2 separate regions of the Anser cygnoides genome follow, and region 2 is linked to region 1. Evidence: chromatin contacts called from public Hi-C data. All regions are on one chromosome and are shown on one strand. The core of a region is the stretch at or near the end of the contact, and the rest is flanking DNA. Distances in the headings are between cores, read along the strand shown. Region 1 overlaps NCOA1 (nuclear receptor coactivator 1). Region 2 overlaps NCOA1 (nuclear receptor coactivator 1).

The links. A called contact is a pair of places that touch in the nucleus more often than the background predicts.
Region 2: a Hi-C map of liver shows a contact between it and region 1, with 4 times the contacts expected there. The contact joins two enhancer-like sites. A contact is called at or near these places in 2 of 7 Hi-C or Micro-C datasets (both in liver).

The regions. Positions count from the first base shown.
Region 1 is chr3:121,362,933-121,367,028 of Taihu_goose_T2T_genome, forward strand. All of the region lies in intron 1 of NCOA1 (nuclear receptor coactivator 1), which reads left to right. Among named protein-coding and RNA genes, the nearest start is that of NCOA1, 17 kb to the left of the region's middle. Within about 2 kb of position 1,394, at least 2 of the 3 cell types and tissues checked have open chromatin away from gene starts, as enhancers often do. A contact at or near this core is called in liver, where this site is marked.
Region 2 is chr3:121,426,396-121,430,826 of Taihu_goose_T2T_genome, forward strand. The region is part of intron 2 of NCOA1 (nuclear receptor coactivator 1); the gene reads left to right. Among named protein-coding and RNA genes, the nearest start is that of NCOA1, 81 kb to the left of the region's middle. Within about 2 kb of position 2,161, at least 2 of the 3 cell types and tissues checked have open chromatin away from gene starts, as enhancers often do. A contact at or near this core is called in liver, where this site is marked.

The DNA of each region.
Region 1 (4,096 bases), core at 144-2,643:
CTGAAAGAATGATGTAAATGATTTCTTATTTATTTTATTTCATTTCTTGTATCTGATACCGTGCTGGGAAGGTGACCATGATGCTTTGAGAGTGGGAAGCATCTCCAAACTCCCAGCGCGGGGCCGAGCCGATGAGTGCTGGAAAAACCCTCCCAGGGGAATCACAGAAATGCCAGGGCCGGTTCCTACCTGTTTCCATTGCGATGCTAAAGCCATAACTTGAATTTTTAGGGCTTAGTGCAGTGAAAGTTTCAGCTGTTGTTGTGTCTACTGTGGATGGAGGTTTCTTGTTTCTCATTTAGCGTGATCTCTGGGTGAAAGCCTCTTGGAAGCCCTTTATTTGGCACAAGGCAGCAGCGCTGCCACTTGCAGCCTTGTTTGAAATGACCAAGAACCTGTTTAAAAATCAGAATAGCCACGTATCGAACAATGAACAGATCTGTACTTCTCAGGAAGCCTGGTACATTTTTTTTTATAACTGGGATCGTAGATCGTGTTCTCAGATGGCGTGAATGACGTTGAGTTGCTGTTCGTTTTCCCATGACCCGGTTCACGCGTTTCCAGGAGAATATTCTTTCACTAATTTTTTTTCAGTAAGGAAAAAAAAAATTCCGACTCTTTGTATTTCAAGGACTTTTGAAAGACAAAGCCCTATGGCTGTGATAGCCTTACCAGCAGAAAAACCCTACTGGTGAGAGTCCCCAAAGCCAAAAGGTGGACGAGGTAGGGTTAGGGCTACGGAGCACCTTGGGATCTGGACACACAGCTAGTGGTGTTGAGCCACAACACCCCAAAACGTGCTCCGTGCTCCTCACCTCGTCTTCCCTACAGGATCGCCTGCGTCCGCTGGCAGATTTCGGATGTCCCTCCATGCCAGTGGCAGCCGGGGGCTGAGCGCTGCGCCAACTTTTCGAGAGAGAATTAATTGCCAGCGGCGGCTGGAGGCGTGAGAGCATGTGCGTAGTCGCCCAGAACGGGTTTTGTTTGCAGATGGTCAAAGTCTACGTTCTGCCGACTTTGTTAGGGACTGAGAAGGTAATGGGTGACTAGCTGGGAAAGGAAAAGGGCAGAAAACCTGAAGATTGTCTCAAACGTAATTTTCACACCCTTTCTTCATAAGGTTTTGTAAAATGACATGAAGCAGGGCTCCGGTAGCTGATATGATATTTAAAAATAAGACTAATGCATTGGAACCTTACCTGAAAACGACGTTTCTCAGCCTACCAGCAACACGGTCAGTCCCAGGGGAATAAAGCCTCGTGCAATCTGGCTTTGGGGTGTCCCAGATGACATCTAAACGGAGCTCGGCAGCACGCAGCCAGTGGTTTTCTGCCTGCGATGCTCCAACACCCTTCTCCTTGTCTCACCCCAACCCTGCCGACGGTGCCTGCATCCCCTGGGGTGTGCAGGTGTCCTGCCTCGACGCTTCCACCACGAGATCGACCTTTTTCCCCTAAAGGAAGGGTGGTGGGTGCAATGCACAACCTGGGGAAACGCTGCAGGCGCTTGCTGGGTGCTCCGTGCTGACTTAAATCGTTCTAATTTTCTCGCTTGCTCTTAAGAAAATTAATTAACTCGCTGAGATGACAGCCTAAATGACTGCTTTTCAGTGGATGAAGAAAGGGGTTGGCTTTTTTTTTTTTTTATCAAAGTGTAATTGAAATGAGTTTCGAGTTTTCTCTTGGCTTATTTTTGAGCACTTAAACCACTCCTCGATGAACGTTTATTTAAAAAAAAAAAGTATAGCAGGCATATATTGACAAAGGGATGCAATGAAGTCTCTGAATTTAGGCAATTTTTCCTCTTCCGAAAGCGAGACCGAGTTGTTAGCCCAGCCTGATGTTTACGTGGTTCAATCTCAGCCTGGGGCGGGGGGGTGCAGAGGAACTTTTTTTCGCGTCGGTGTCGGAAGTAGGCTGGAAAACATAACAAACAGGAAACCACAGCGCGTAGCGTGAGGAGCCCGAAGCTGCCAGAGCCCGGGTGGCTCGACCCGTTATTTCGAGAAATCAGTAGAAATCAGACAATCAGAACGGCCGTCATCTTGAGAAGCTCGCATCACGAGTGCTAGCCGGGGAGAAAGGAAGGATGCTTCTGCTCGCTGCGCTTCTTCCAGGTGAGGGGCTGCGTGCTGCTCGCCCCTCCGGGGTGTCCCGGGCTCCATCCCTGCGGAGGGGCCGTGCTCCGCTCCTGCTCCCCTGGACAAGGGCGAGGGGATGCTCCTCAGCAGGGAGGCAGACCCAGCAGGATGGTTTTCTAAGCTCTTTCGGTCTGTCGGAGAGAAGTTGGTGGCGCCGTGGTGAATAGCTCGCAGCCGACGCGGTGGCTCTAAGGCGCGTGTCCTTGCAGAGCAGCCCTTGCCAGGAGAAGGAAAAAAGGGAGCAGACGCTGCTTCGTGCAAGGTGATGCTGGCTTTGTGCTCTGCAGCCACCCTGTAGGATTATACTGGAAAAAAACCCGTGCTCATCCCCAGTGCTGGTTCCTCAGGGCTAGGGGTCGGAGTGTGTCCAAGCTCCTAGGCCACCTGCACCCCTCTGGGCAGCGTCTTCACTCTGCTTCTTCGCTGCTTTCTGCTCATTTTCCTTTTTGACTCTTTGCTTCTAGGATTATTAATGCTTCTGTGTCTGCAGAAGGCTCGGGATCAGCACCGCTTTTGTTTCCTGTCCGCAGCAAGAGCTGAGGATGCTCCCGACCCTGTGTTTTCGCACGAGCTGCCCTGTTGCTGGTTACATCATGGGAACAGGATAAAACGTGGCCTCGGAGAATCATATGAGCAGATTGTTTTGGCTTTCCCTGCCACTGCTGTTCCTCGGTATCTTCATCACAACCTGAGAGGTCCTCTCTTGGCTTAAGCCACTTTGGGAGTTTGTTAAAACGTTGGCTGGGAACCAGTATGCCCAGCATGAACAGATTAGCTAGCTGTGCCAGCAGTGCCTGCTGCTCTTGTCGCAGGCTGTCTAGCTGTAAAAAAAAAAAAAAAAAAAAAAAAGGGTAAGGAGAGCTGTGGGGTGGTTGTGCTGCTGTAGAGGAGAGCAGCGTTGGGGCAGCTTGACCACCAGGCATCAGCGAGTCTCATCAGCGTGCAGGTTGTGCAACTGGTGTGTCAGGAATGCCGGTTATCTATACGCCGTCTCCAGCCAGATGCAAATTCTATTTATTTAAACTGATTTAGATAAAAAAAAAAAAAAAAAAAAAGCCCATAGCAGTACATCTACGGGCTCGCTGTTCCAGTTAGATGTGTAGCAAGAGCTCGATTTGGTCTTGACCGTAATCTCCTGCACGGGAGCACGATGTACCGACACCAGCCCGCTCGGGAACTTGTGCAAGCAAGGCAAAACTGCTGAAGGAAACTTTTACAAAGGTAAGAAGTGTTCTAGAAGGATAGATGTCGCTTAAAGTTGACGTACATTTAGGTTAAACTCGATTTGTAGTGCACAGAAGTATGGAAGCGGTGCGGGTACCGTGAGCCAGCAGCCCCTGGGTGCTTTGCCGAGCTCGGGCACGCCTCGGCCGCAGCAGGGAGCTGCTGACGGAGGAGCCGCCAGCCGTGGTGCTCGGGGTTGCCTGCAGCCTCCCTTCCCTCTGGATTAAAATGTTGTGTGGGGTCTGGGCTTTGTGCTTTCCACTCCTGGAAACTCAGAGTCGTGGTGGAGGCGTTCAGGAGCTCCTCCCGCGCTGCCTTGCCGCGCTCTGCTTCCTGGGACGCATCTATTCCTTCTCTTAAGTTTCACAGGCATTGCCGTGAAAAATATTTTACATACCCTGCAAGGTAAATTATTAAGACCATTAACAGGAGAAGCAAAGAATCACACCAGTATTTTAATGTTGGTCCTCGGTTATTGTGTGATTCTGGCTGCTTGCTTTTGGCATTCTCCGTGAAGCATCTCGCCTTCTGCAACTCCTCGTGCTCCTGGTGGCAGAGCCCTTGAGAGAGGAGGAAAAAGCCGCAGAAAAAGCCACCGCAGGAGCAGACGGAGCAGCTTTCCTGCGGGAGAGGAGGCTGCCTTCGCTCTTCACACCTTGCTCCGTTGTGGGGAGGAAACGAGGGAGAAGGAAGAGGGAAGAGGGGAGGAAGGAGGCTGGATAAAGGTGTTAG
Region 2 (4,431 bases), core at 911-3,410, 64 kb after region 1:
CCCCTCAGTGCTCTCCCCCCGCATCCTCTGCCATTCCTCCGTGCATTTTGTCATCTCTTCTCCTGGGCCACCCCAAGCCCAGGGTCCTGACGTGTCCGTAACAACATCCTACCTGCAAAGGATGCCCCCGGACGTGGTGCCTTAAATAAGTTATTCTTATAGTAGAGGCTCTGAGTCCTCCAGGGCTTCCTCTCATGTCTATCTTGTGTTTTCCATCCTTTTTCCTGTCTTTTTTAAAAAGTATTTGGGCTTTTCAGTTCCCTGGTAAACACAGCTGCGGTGGGTTCAGGTATTTTCTCCTTGGCTGCTGTTTCCTGGAGCTCTCCGTCACGCGCCTTTCAAGTTTCTCCCCGCGGTTTCCTTCCTCCACGGCTTTCTGAGGCTTTCTCCCTCTGTTCTCCGGCGTCTGTCGCTGGTCAGGGCAAGAAGTCCCATCGTGGCAACGATTCATCCGCGGGGTTGACGAAGGGAATTTGAAAACCGGGCTTCCTCCTCGAGCAGCACAGGGCAGGGGCAGTGGTGGTGCTCCCAGCTCGGGGCGCCACGAATCACCCTTTCCGCTGGCAAAGAGATGGCAGAACTGCAGCTTTTTGGCTCCGCGTCAAAACAGCCATTTTGCGGCCCAAACATCTTAAGGTTCCTCTGTTTACTTCTGTTTACAGTTCGGTCAAATGACTTCCAGACCCCGGCCGCGTGGGCGACGTGACTTGCGGTGCGCGGACGCGGCGAGACCCTGTCCCTCCCGCGCCGCGGACCACCGGGGCACGTGTCCCTTTGGGGGAAGGCAGCGGGGTGACAGGAGTCTGCTGTTTCCCAGGGTGGGTAATCAGGAAACGAAAGGCTTGGTTTTCGTCCTCGTGCTGCCCCGATTGCGAGGAGGGTGCGATGAGGACCGCTTCTGTCCACGCGTGCGGCTCCTTAGCGGGCCAGCCTGCGCGCATCCCAAATTTTAGCCAAACTGGTACTTGTCACCCTGGTCTCGTCCCACGGTCACCTGCTTGCAAGCCCAAGGTGACGTCTGGGGAGCCCTTTTTATAGAATCAGAGAACCACAGAATCAATCATAGGGTGGTTTGGGCTCGTAGGGACCTTAAAGATCATTTTCGTCCAAGCCCCTGCCCTGGGCAGGGGACGCCTCCCACCGGAGCAGAGCCCCCAGCAGTGGAATAAAAAAGCTGCTTGTGCTCAGAGCAAAAATGCCCCGTGGTGTAGAGGAGCAAAATGTGGGTCTGCTGAGGGTTTTTGGTCGTTTTGGTCGCATCGTAGCTTTTCCTCCCGTGGAACGGTAATTCTGTGTGCCGCGGGAAGCCGAGCTCGGCAGGGCACACGCAGCCGTGAGTTACAGGGATGCACGTTAAAAACCTGTCTGAATTAAAAATTAAAAATAAAAAAGTAATTTCAAAAAAAAAAGTAAAGAAAAAATAATAAAATTGCAGGCAGTGAGCGTATTGCTTTTGATTTTTATTTTTGAAAATCAAACAGAAATCAGGCATTTTATTTTTTTCAAACGGGAGCCCGTAGGACCGCACCAGCTCCGCTTTTCATCCAAACCATGAGCATCATCGCTGCTTCCTTCCCCTCCCTCCTCCTCATCCCCCCCCGGGAGCCATCCGTGCGGTCACAGCCACCCACCGGGTGCCCCCGGTGCCCCCCCCCCCCCCGGGGGTGGCGCAGAGGAGCCCCCCACCCGGCCCCGGCAGCCCCGCGCGCGGGCGAGCGGCACCGCATGGGGCGAGCGCGGGCACGAGCCGGGCACCGCGCAGCCTTGCACGCCCGGAGCAGGCAGGTAAGGGGCAGGGGGTTATCGCCACCCGGCATCGCCACCACCCAAAATTTTTGGGGGGCCGTGAGCGGGGGCGGCGGCTGCGTAGGGGCGGCTGCAGCGCGCTCCCCGCCGCGCGAGCTCCCCGCCACCTCGCTTCTTTCAGGGCTTTTACGTAACGGCGCGCGAAGAAAGGACGGGGTCCGGCTGCTGCCTGGTGATATTTGCATTTTCCGAAGCTGCCTTCCCCCGGGCATTTTCTTTTTACCGATCGAACTTCGCCGAGGCCGTTTCGGGTGGCGCGGCTCCCCGCCGGCGCACGCCGTTCGCGGCGCTGAATAAAGCCGCGCACCTTGAGGATAATGCGCGAAGGAGAGAATTACGTGGTTCAGCGGTGACCTTGAAAAGCAGCGTGCAAATGTTTAAGCTGGAGGGATCTGGCAAGAATCCTCGCAGCGACTTGCAGAAGTAAGGACATTACTTGTTGTTTTTTTCTTTTTTTTTTAAAAAAAAAAGAGAGCGTTCCTCGTTAAAAGGAAAAATGCTGATTGCTTAACATTTGTTAATCATTGATGGGAGAAGTAAAAGCAGCAGATGAAGTTAATGATTTCACATGTGTACGGGGGGAGGTTTGGGTTCTCCTGAGCAAAGCGTTGCACAATTTGCAGGAGCTCTTCCCCTTGCTGGAAGTTCCTGGGGGCTGCGTGGGGGCTCACAACATGATTCTGTGCTTGAATTTCTCCTGGCCTTAAAGGCTTTGAAATATTTTAATTTTTTTCTTAAACAAACAGCCCTGTGGAGGCAGATCTGAGGAGGCATTTCATGGCAGAGATGCACACCTGCTTTGCTGGAGCGCTCCGATTTTCACCGCGTGTGTGCACGGCGAGGTTGGGCAACCTGAACTCGGGGCTGGGTCGGGAGCTCACGCGCTGCGCTCGGCGGCTCCTCGCCTCGCGTCGGTGCCGTGCCGCGGCTCCGAGCCCTGCCGGTGCCACGGGGGCTGCGCAAAAAGAGCAGGGGACGAACCTGGGGTCCCCATCCCCTGCCGAAACAAGTGGCTGTGGCGGTGCCGAAGGCTAAATTGTCGCCGGATGCACTGCTGCACCCCTCCTGCGTGGCAGCGGCAAATTTACCGTTTCCAGACCTGGCTCTGTCTTTTTTTTTCCCCAGTTGTTTTGTCTCTTTTGCCGTCGGTGCCCCGCTAAGCAGCACGAGAATAACGCCCAGGCGCTGGCAGCGTGATGCTGCTCCTCAGCCTCGCATCACCCCTGGGCTTTCAGAGCGCTTTTGTTTGCCCGTCTTCTTCCCCGTGTTATCTGTATAGGTCTTACATAGGGTACCCTTGCACTAAAAGAACCTCTTTTTCATGAAAAACTTAGGATCCACCCAGTCCCATCCTGGGGCTCACCAGGGTTTACCCTCTGCTTTGTGTCTCCCAGCCCGGGCACCCCGGCACGCCGCAGGGGGGTCTGTGCTGGTGCCTCAGTGACCCGATAACCCGGGTGCCATCAGCCTCTGCCCTATTTCCAGCCCTGCCTCTGCTGCCTCTTCCTCCTGGCCCTTCCACACGCAGCGTTCCCTCTCCCGCAGTCAGACCAGCCCAAACGTTAGTGGTTCTCCGCAATTCGGAGAGTTCCCCGGCCCTGGATGTGGAACTGGCGACGTGGTTTTGTGTCCCCGAGCGTGTGACCTTCAGCTCTGCTGCTCGGGGTGGGCCCCCCGGCCTCGGGTGGTCCCGCCTGGGAGGCGGGCAGGGGCCGTGGCGTCGTTACAGGCTCTGCATGGGGTTAGAGAGGACGAGGGATTCGCACTGGTGCCGGCTGGGTACCTACGGGAAGAGCCAGGAACGTTCGTCGTGGTCGGACCCGTGCTCGCAGTGAGGTTGCCAACCACGCCGGCGCCGAGCGCGGCAGCTCCGGTGGCCCCGACAGAAATACGGGGCTTTAAAACGTGCCAGATCCCCGTGCTTTGGGTTTTCTGGTGGTGACGGGACATTGTAGGGCAGCCTTTGTGCGGGGAGGGTCAGTAATCGGGCAGCGGTAGCTCCTGGCACACGGAGGGCGCCCACGGTGTGGGCTCAGGCTCTGCTGGGTGCCCTCAGGGACCTTTTTGGGGCCGTGGCCATGGCAGGGGGTGGCACCGGGGGGCTCTGAGCTCCCTGCCAGCCCAAACCTCTCCGAGATTCTGTAATTCTGTAGGAATGACAAGCAGCACTGAATTCCTTACATGAAAAGCAGGCGGGTGCCTGCTTGCAGGATCAGAAATGTTTTTAAAACGGGCTCTTTGCTCCAAGTCAATCCCAAGGAAGAGGAAAAAGCGCGAGGAGCTTTTGCACCATCGCGGCTGCTCCCAGAGTGACAGCAGGGAGGCGAAGCTGGGAGCTGCGCGCTTCCTAACAACTTGTCAGACTTCTTAAAATTTTCACACTCCCTACCGTGGGCATGTTCGTTGCTTAATTAGCCTGACTTTCGTTATCCTTCCTGGCAAAAAGCGTCGGGATCCAAAGGTCGTTCAAAGGGCACGAAGTGATGCAATTACTCCTGCTCCTTTTTACCCCTCCTAACAGGTCGGTCTCTCTGACACCATCCTCCGGGGAACGCGGTGCTAAAACGTCCCCTGCTACCTTGCTTTCGCTAATGGTTGTTGTCCTCCTGCTGCTGGCGGAGGCGT